Linked DNA regions of Mus musculus: region 1 is linked to region 2. A link is a contact called in public HiChIP or PLAC-seq data. All regions are on one chromosome and are shown on one strand. The core of a region is the stretch at or near the end of the contact, and the rest is flanking DNA. Distances in the headings are between cores, read along the strand shown.

What was found. HiChIP or PLAC-seq counts read pairs in DNA pulled down with a chosen protein or histone mark.
Region 1: a contact with region 2 is called in an H3K4me3 HiChIP or PLAC-seq map of embryonic stem cells, with 5 times the contacts expected there. The contact joins the enhancer-like site here to the promoter of Nup98 in region 2. A contact is called at or near these places in 10 of 39 promoter capture datasets (the 3T3-L1 cell line, 3T3-L1-derived adipocytes, cranial neural crest and 6 more), 4 of 484 Hi-C or Micro-C datasets (CD4 T cells, cardiomyocytes and embryonic stem cells), 7 of 115 datasets of contacts at active chromatin or transcription factors (the 230-238 cell line, the SCID.adh cell line, embryonic stem cells and 2 more) and 2 of 9 other capture datasets (adipose tissue and pancreatic islet).

What each region holds. Positions count from the first base shown.
Region 1 is chr7:101,937,877-101,942,806 of GRCm38.p6, forward strand. It overlaps a transcript of Numa1 not described here. Among named protein-coding and RNA genes, the nearest start is that of Lrrc51, 19 kb to the left of the region's middle. Within about 2 kb of position 2,540, at least 10 of the 459 cell types and tissues checked have an H3K27ac peak or open chromatin away from gene starts, as enhancers often do. A contact at or near this core is called in embryonic stem cells, where this site is marked.
Region 2 is chr7:102,208,360-102,212,877 of GRCm38.p6, forward strand. It overlaps Nup98 (nucleoporin 98), which reads right to left and starts at 1,807. Exons shown (of 33, transcript NM_001287164.1): 1 at 1,659-1,807. It also overlaps a transcript of Pgap2 not described here.

The sequences.
Region 1 (4,930 bases), core at 1,290-3,789, 270 kb before region 2:
TATCTGTTCCTCTGTACCCTCCCTTCCATTAGACGCGTTCTCTGAGTAAGTCTCTCAGACCTTTTTCTCCTAACCTTTTTGGAGCTTTCTCTTGTTATCTGGTGCTGCCTGGTTAATAATAAAGGCAAGAGCTGCCACTGCTTTTGTTTCTGGTGATTCAGGATCCATGGGGGTGTATCGTTGGAATGCCTCCATGACCCTCTCGAAGAAGCTTCGAGGCTCTCATTATCATCCTGACTAATGTCATATACTTTGGTCAGATTAGTGGGCCATCATGCATCATCTGTCCTGTCAACAGAGCCCTCCCTCCCTTCCTTCCTTCCTTCCTTCCTTCCTTTCTTTCTTTCTTTCTTTCTTTCTTTCTTTCTTTCTTTCTTTCTTTCTTTCTTTCTGTTTTTTTGAGACAGGATTTCTCTGTGTAGCCCTGACTGTCCTGGAACTCACTCTATAGACCAGGCTGGCCTCAAATTCAGAAATCCACCTGCCTCTGCCTCCCTAGTGCCTGGATTAAAGGCATGCACCACCACTGCCTGGCTCTCCCCTTACTTTCAACAGTGTAAAAATCCCAATCTGGGTGGGTTAAGGGAAAGTCATTATCAATAGCTACTTGGTTATTGGTGGATTCCTCCACAGGGTCAGGAACCAGTTTCCTGGCCTCTGTTTGGATTCTGTCCCTCTTCCGTGGTAAAGAGAACCTGCAAAAGCTGTTGGCAATTATCCCAAGTGGGCTGGTAGGTGAAGAGGACTGTCTCTAAGCGATTAATTAAATCTTGAGAGTTGTCTGAAAAGGAGAGTTCTGAGTCTTCCAGTTATACAGGTCACTAGTGATGAAGGAATTATAGGGATGAGGTTGGTTTCCTTGATCATCATTGACTGATTCTGCAGTGTCCAAGGACAAGATAACAGACTCAGGCTCCAGGAAGCTCCTGATGGCTTTGTGTTCCTGCATCAGGTCCCACCTTCCCTGCCTGCAGCAGGGCTGCCTGCCGCAGAGCTGCCTGTAGCAGCTGCTGTTCCCTCTGAGGGGTACAAGAAGGTAGAGGTAGAAAGATAATATTCTTCCTTGGAGGACCAGGTAGAGGGATGGTCCAGTGTCTCTTCCTTTGTATCCTTGGGCTTTTTGCTAGCCAAGGCAAAAACGTCTGCCTGTTGTCTAGGGAGAAAAAGTTTAAGCCAAGAGGGCCAGTCCTGTAGGAGGTCTTGCCAGACCACCATAAGGTATTTGGTCTGGGTGGCCAGGTTTGGGTCTAAAAATGACTTTCTTGGGGCTGGGGAGATGGCTCAGGCTCTTCCAGAGGCCCTGAGTTCAATTCCCAGCAACCACATGGTGGCTCACAACCATCTGTAATGGGGTCTGATGCCCTCTTCTGGTGTGTCTGAAGGGAGCAATGGTGATGTACTCATATAAATAAAATAAATAAATAAATCTTAAAAAAGATGACTTTCTTGATCCCTTGGACCATTCCCAGGTCAAAGTATCCCCCCCCCCCCCGCCCCTACTGGGGCCAGCCAGTGTTAAAGGTGGGTCATCCTGGCTTGAAAAATATGGTTAGTTTATCTTTCCCAATGGTGACAGAGATTGTGTCCCCTAGTTTTAACATCCTTAAAGTGGCTAAGAAACAATTTAGGTGGAGTTGAAGGTAATTGTCCCATGTTAGCATCTGTCAGAGTCAAAGTCACCCTGTAATGAGAAACTCAAGGGTAGACAATTAGTCCTGACAGTGAGGACAACAACCAAAACACAAGAAAAATGCTCTCTGTCAAGAGGGAATGAGAAATAACCAGAAGGTAGCACCCATGGCTCTCTGAGTCCAGCATCCAATCCTAGATTGAGACAGCAAAGTCTACTGATTGGGGTCTGGAATGTCTTCGAGCTCCGTTTGGTTCCAGTGCATCAGCTTCAGCTACCTCTGATCACAATTACAGATTCAAAACCAATTCTCAAGTCTGACAGATATGGCACCTCTCAGTTTACATACAAACAACAACACAGACTGCATCGCTGACACCCTAAACCAAAGTTACCTCATTGCTTCCTGGAACCAAAGTTCGAAGTGCTGTGCAGAGACCTGGAACAGAACAGAATTACACACTGACAGACATAGACCATAGTGCTGTGCAGACACCCGGAACCAAAGCTACCTGGATGCCACCTGGAACTAAAGTTACCACAGTGCTGTGCAGACACAAACAGAATTCTGTAGTGGTACACAAACCTGTGAACAGAAATTACCAGTATCGAGACCCTTTGGGTGGAGGCTTTCCTGGCCAACACTCCAAAATGTTGTGTCTGTTTTCAAGACCCCCAACCCATCAAGGAGCTGATTCTGATGCAATTGCACAAGGGTCTCTTTTATTCAAGCTCAGGCCTACTCACCTCTGACCCTGATGGAGCAGGATAGGCAGGTGAAACTGCTCCAGTCTTGGAGTCCTCGAAGAAAAAGGTTTTATCGGAAATGGCCAGTAAGCAGGGGGTTTATAGCCTGGCAAGCATCTAACTGAATGACTATTGTAAGCTGACAGGTGGGTGCTGAGACAATCAGACTAATCTTCATTGCCTATTGCTAGGAAGTATCTAGGGAGTAACTCTAGGGCATGGACCAGAAAGGTATTTGGGTGCAGCTTAGATTCAGCTACAGATTACGTTCTCAGGCTTGTTTCTTTTTTCTTTTTCTTTCTTTCTTTTTTTTTTTTCTTTTTTTCGAGACAGGGTTTGTCTGTGTAGCCCTGGCTGTCCTGGAACTCACTCTGTAGACCAGGCCGGCCTCGAACTCAGAAATTCACCTGCCTCTGCCTCCCAAGTGCTGGGATTAAAGGCGTGTGCCACCACTGCCCAGCGATGGTATTTGTTTTAATTTCAGCATAATATTATCCTTTTTTGGTGGGGGTGGAAGTATGAAACTGCCTCCTGAAAACATAATTTACCAACTTGATTTAATCCATATTTATATCTTTTTTTCCTTTTCTTTGTGTGTGGCTTAGTCTTTTGTTTCCAAAGTTCTGGGTTTGTCAAGTCTTACTACTCTCTCAAGTCTGTTATGGGGAGGGAGCTTTGCCGGTAAGGGAGGGAGTAGGGAGACTCTGCGCTGTGGATATCTTACCTGTGTCTGTGTATGGTGCGTATTCAGGTCAAGGGAAGCTTTCAGGCACACGAATAGGTATATGTGTTCTGTTCCTGTGTGGTACTTTTCTCCTTTAGAGGAAGAAGCACAAAGGACTCTTTTGTTGGTCCAAGTTCAAGCACATGATGACTAATTGTAAGGTCTGAATCTTAGTCTAAAGCCAGTCTTACTCTGTCAGAGTGAGATTTTACCTGATGGCTCACTAAGAAACATTTCCTTTTGGAAGATTTCTTTATCTATCTATCTATCTATCTATCTATCATCTATCTATTTATTTAATGTATGTGAGCACACAGCAGAAGAGGTCATTAGATCCCATTACAGATGGTTGTGAGCCACTATGTGGTTGTTGGGAATTGAACTCTGGAAGAACAGTCAGTGCTCTTACCTGCTGAGCCATCTCTCCAGCCCTGGAAGTTTATTTTTATTTGTGAGATTTGGAAGTGGGATGAATGCCTTGAACTAAGAACTGTAGAATTGTTGGGCTGCAGACACAGCCCTACCCCGATGCCTAAACAGAACTGAGCAAGGGCTGTTTTGATATTTGTGTGTAATTGATAAGAACAGATGGCCAGAAGGTTCTGAGGTCATTGATTTTTACCTATTATACACCAAGCTTATCAAGAAGTGTTCAGATTCAAAATGAGCATGTGCAAGAATGAAACCATTACCAAAGGCAGAAAAATCCATCTTAGTGTAGAACTGCCTTCTGTACCCCTATTTTCCTTTTTGCAGTGCTGGGGAACAAATATATTTTCTAGGCCTCTTCCACTGAAGCATACCTCTATTGTGCCTGTGTATATTTCCTGCTTGTTTTCTGGCCATCTCCCCTCCCCCCCACCCCCCACACACTTGGCTCTTTTCTTTTATGTTGAATAAATTCATGTTACTCCTTTAGATATTTCCTGCAGTTGGAGGTGAGGCTGGGTGTCTCCTAGTAGTAAACATTGTTTTGTTGAAAAATGTCTTTATTTCATCTTCAGTTTTGATTGTTAGCTGGATACTAGGCTTCTAAGTTATTTTCTCTCAACATATATGAAATGTGATTTAATTGAATTTTTGCTTTTGTTCGTCCCTTTTTTTGTGTCACTATGGAGGTCTGGCCAGCTTGGCATTTGCTATAGAGATGACCCAGAATCATAGCGATCCACTTGCTTGAGCCTCCTGAGCGGTGGAATTAAAGGCATGTTCAGCTTGGACTTTTTCTTTTTCTTTCTTTCTTTCTTTCTTTTTTTTTTTTTTTTTTTTTGAGAACTGTGCTCATGATTTTTACAGTTTCATTGTAGGAACCTATCTTCCTCTTTAAGATCCTCCTGGTTGTCATTTGTGTTACAATTTTCATTACATGGTGTTATTTTTTTTAAAATTATACACACACACACATGTGTAAGGGGCACATGTGTACCTCGGCATATGTGTGAAGGTCAACAGACAACTTTTTGGGTTTGGGTCTTTTTTTCCACCATGTGGGTCCCAGGGAATCAAATTCACACCTTCAGGTATGGCAGTAGTCTTACCTGATGAGCCATCAATAGCCCAATGGTGTAAATTTATTTATCCTGCTGGATGAAATTTCATCTTTCATTATTTTTAAAAAAGATTTTATTTTTATGGTGTGTGAACGTTTTTGTCAGCTCATTTGTGTTTGTGTGTGAGTGAGTGGATAAATGTGTGTGGGTACCCCAAGAAACCAGAAGGGGTGTTGGGTCCCTTGGATCCCTCCCTCCCTCCCTGTCTTAGTTAGGGTTTTACTGCTGTGAACAGACACCATGACCAAGGCAAGTCTTATAAAAAACAACATTTAATTG
Region 2 (4,518 bases), core at 557-3,056:
TCTAGTAAAATGTCAAATAGCTAAAATGTAAAATGTCTGCTACAAGCAGAAGATCAGGTTAAGTGCTATGGAAACTTACAAGGAAGAGTGAGTCAGGTGGTGATGCTCAAACTGAGAAAATGATACAGAAAACACCAAGTTACAACTTTTAAGACTTCAGTTCTCTTCTGTGCTTTTGCATTATTTGTTTTTAGGTCTTATGGTTTATATAAACATCAAAACTACAAGCTGATTGATATATTCAGATCAAAATGACAATTCCATCAAATCTTAAGTAGCAGATTTAATTTTATCAATGTATTTCCCAGTACCTCTAACACGTTAAGCCTCATTTTTTTCATTTTACTGAAATGAATTCAATTATTTCTTTTATCACGTGCATAAGTGTTTTGCCTGTGTATGCTCTAGTTCTCTGGCCTCAATTTCCATAACTGGTGACATTACAGGCCTGCACCACATCTATCTTGGTTTTATTCCCCACCCCACTTGGCTTTTTGAGTCAGGGTCTCTGCAGCCCTAGATGTCCTGAAACTCAGTATGAAGAGTAGGCTAGCTTTGTAGTCACAGAGTGCCTCCTGCCTTTGCCTCTCAAGTGCTGGGATAAAAGGTGTGCACTGCCAAGGTTAAAGCCAATTTCATCATTTTTAAAGTTTTGTTCTCAAAAGTCTATGTTAAGTCTGGATGTGATGGCAAACACCTTTAATCTCATTACCTCAGCGTTAGAGGCAGGTGGTCTCTTTGAGTCTGTGGCAAGCCTGGTCTACATAGCGAATTCCAGGCCAACCAAGGGTTGTCTCCGAAGTTAAAAAAAAAAAAAAAAAAAAAAAAAAGCAAAAAAAGTCCCCATCAGGGTACTACTAATCAAGTTATCTTACTATATATAAACGAACATGAAAACAGCTAAACTAGAAGTGTTTTTGAAAATTATGTCAAATGCTGGGTCCTTACCCCTACCAAATAGAGAATTGCCAATATTGGGAGACTGGAACATAGAGGAAGGGTGGAAGAGTATACAAATTCTACTAGACTTGAATCAAGACACCTGGATTCTCTTCCTCTACCTACCTCCCACTAATAAAGCCTCTGTACTTGAGGCAGAGTGGGGGCGATTGACAATTTAAACGCTTATGGCTCCAGTTACTCAGAAATTCAATCTTTCTCACCTAGGTTTACACGGAACAGAAAGAACCCTTCATTTTATTTATCAGACAATTGTCAGTGTCTTAAAAAGCTAAACACAGTTCTGACTCACTCAACCCTCTGGTTGAACCCTAGACAAAACGTGTCCTGTAGAGTGGTCAAGGAAGTGACGGGGAGACCTCACTGAAGTCCCCCCAAGGCACCACCCTGCAAGGGTCTGCCTACCGCGGGCTGCTCACCTCCACCCAGCGAATGAATGAGTAGCACCGGAGAAAGCGAGGTTCACTCAATGTGGGCTGCGACCCGAGACCCCTCCGGCCTACGCCCCACACAGTTGGATCCCCTCCCAGGGCCTCCCGAGCCAGGCCGCAGGCCCCGGGCCCCGCCCCCTCACGCAGGCCCGAAGGAGCGCGCCCGGCACGAGACTCGGCGGCGGAGAGGGCCCCGGGCGTCCAGCGCAGATGCCGGTACAGAGAGGAAGATCTACCCGCCCAGCCCCGGCAGCGCTCCCGACTTACAGCGGTGCGTCTGGAGTGAGAGCCCAGGTCCGCCCGTCACCCGCCGCTCACCGCGCGGCCTCCAGAAAAACCGTCGTCGCCGCCGCCGCTGCCACCGACCGCCGCTTCGGGCGCAGCGCGCAGAGGCCTGACTGCGTCACACGCCGTCCACCGTCAGAGATCGGCTCCGGCCGCTCCGCCCTTGGCGGCCGGGCATTGGCGGGCCGGTCCGCCACTCGAGGCCCACACCGTTATTCATTGGGTGACGATCCTTTTGAAACCGAACGTGGAGGCGGTCTCTGATTAGGAACGGAGGGGAAGAGGAGGAGCGTAAGGAATTGCCGGGAAAGGGGGGGGGGGGGGGGAAAGGAGGGACGATGGGGAGGGATGTAGAGTCCCACTCCCTCTGCCGCAACGGTTGGCTGAGAGAGGCTCATGACGTCACACAGGCCCCTCGAAGAGGGCTGGTGCGTGGCTAGAGGAGTGAGCACCAAACCGCAGTGACGCTGTGTCCAGGCCCCGCCCCCTTCCTTGGAGCGCGGAGACTCGCTACGGAAGCTCCGGCCAATCAGAAGGAAGTCCCAAGGATGACCTGGTAATTGTTCTATCCTTCTCTAGCTCCTGTCTGCGGGCAATGATGGGAAGGCTCCTTGGCCACCTAGCTTGCACTTGGAGAGCCGGAGGACCCTTCCTGGAAACCCATCAATCCACAGATTGTCTGCAGACACTCCACTCCCCACTGTTCTTTCCAGCGCAAGCCAGCCCTCGCCGTACACTTTCCCCCTCTGAATCTCTAGAATAGACCTGAGCAATGGATTTGCCTTAACAGAGCTTGAGCCCAATGAGGAGATTCTTGGCCCTTCAGCCTCAGCTGCACTTTCAGAATCTATACTTGTTCTGGGTTTCTTGCGGCCTTCTCCAGGACACATTTGGTAACCTTTACAAGTCCCGGTGAAGTTCAGGCAGTCTGCTTGTAAAGACCTTGTTACTTTGTATCTTATTTATTTTCCGTTCTATGCCTCCTCCCTCCCCTGATCTGGGCCAAAGCTTCATTTTCATCCTTTTGGTGTCTTTTCTCCTAGGATCTAGCAGAGAGCAGAAGAGTGGGCATGTTCTAGAAACCAGACCTCTCTAAATTATTGAGGTCTCACAGATAACAGGAGCTGTGTTAAAAAAAAAAAAAAAAAAAAAAAAAAGAGGTACATACTACCTCTCCACCACGTCCTGGGAAATCAATATAGAACTGAAACGAGATTTGCTAAGAATTTTAAATGATTCCCTCAAACAAAAACATCTTAAAGGAGCTGGAGAGATAGATGGGCTCAGCGATTAAGAGCACTGGCTGCTCTTCCAGAGGTCCTGAATTCAATTCCCAGCAACCCCATGGTGGCTCACAACCAACTGTAATGGGATCTGGTGCCCTCTCCTGGTATACATAAAATAAATAAATCTCTTTTTTTTTTTTAAAGACAGTAAATGGAAGAAACATAATATATTGTCGATGTTCAGTATATACTTGAAAGAATAATGTATAAATCGCCTAACAGGAAAAGCTAGTTTGAACATCCATCTGTAACCACCATCCCTAAACCACTCTGTCCAAACACCCTGCTTTTCCATCACTCCTCCTTGCCTTTACTCTAAATCAGAAAGTCATTAGGTGGGGTATAATAGCCAAGATCTGTAATTTCAATTCTTAGGTAGCTGAGGTAGAATATGAAGCTGAAAGCCAGCCTGAAATACATGAAACTGTCTTAAAAACAAAATAAACAACAGTACTCAGGGTTTTATTTTTGAATCTTTACAGTGGCTCTCTTGCCACCATCCAAACCTCTGATTTTTTGGTTCTTCAGTCTTGAAATGCAACTACATTTAAACCTGCCCTGGACATTTATTTTAGTGTTCTTAAGAGTTGGCACATAGTTGATGTACCTTACAATTTACATATTTGTTGCATAGGTGAGTGAATTATTGTTTTAGCAGCAAAATAATAGAATTGTCGAACTTCAGAATCAGAGAACCCCCAGTTTAAATCCAGGCCCAACTATGATAATATGGGGAAAATCCCCAATAATTCTGGACATCAGTTTCTTTGTCTGTAAAATAAGGATAATTTTGCTTGACTTACAGACTGTTGGGAGAATGAAATGAAAGGAATATAACATTTGATATGGTACCTGGTACACAGTTTGCCCTCAATAAGTAATAGACTGACCATTTTAAATGTTTTAAGGCATGGGTTTTGAAATGTGTCTTAAATGACTCAACAGGTGAGTATATTTAATTCAAAGTATTAGTAGATGTTCAGAAGTTGGGATTCTTAAATGGTGTGTACTTATAGGAAGACTGGAGAGGATACATTGAAAGAGAAATGCTTCAGTGAGGAGGACCATGATGACTTTGAAGTTACTTATTTTATTTAAGATTTATTTATTATTTTATGTACGTGAGTACACTGTTAGCTGTAAAGCTGGTTGTGAACCTTCATGTGGCTGTTGGGAATTGAATTTAGGACCTCTGCTTGGTCCAGTCAGCCCTGCTCCCTCTGACCCAATGATTTATTTATTATTATAAATAAGTACACTGTAGCTGTCTTCAGACACACCAGAAGAGGGTATCAGATCTCATTACAGGTGGTTATGAGCCACCATGTGGTTGCTGGGATTTGAACTCAGGACCTTTGGAAGAGCAGTCAGTACTCTTACCTGCTGAGCCATCTCACCAGCCCCATTAATCTCTTACATTGACTTACTGTAGTTATTTAATGTAAATGGAATCATATAATCTATGGCTTTTGTGTCTGGTGCTTTCACTTAGGATAGTATTTTTAAAGTTCATTGGCATAGGTAGCTTGTGTCAATATGTCATTTATTTTTATGAC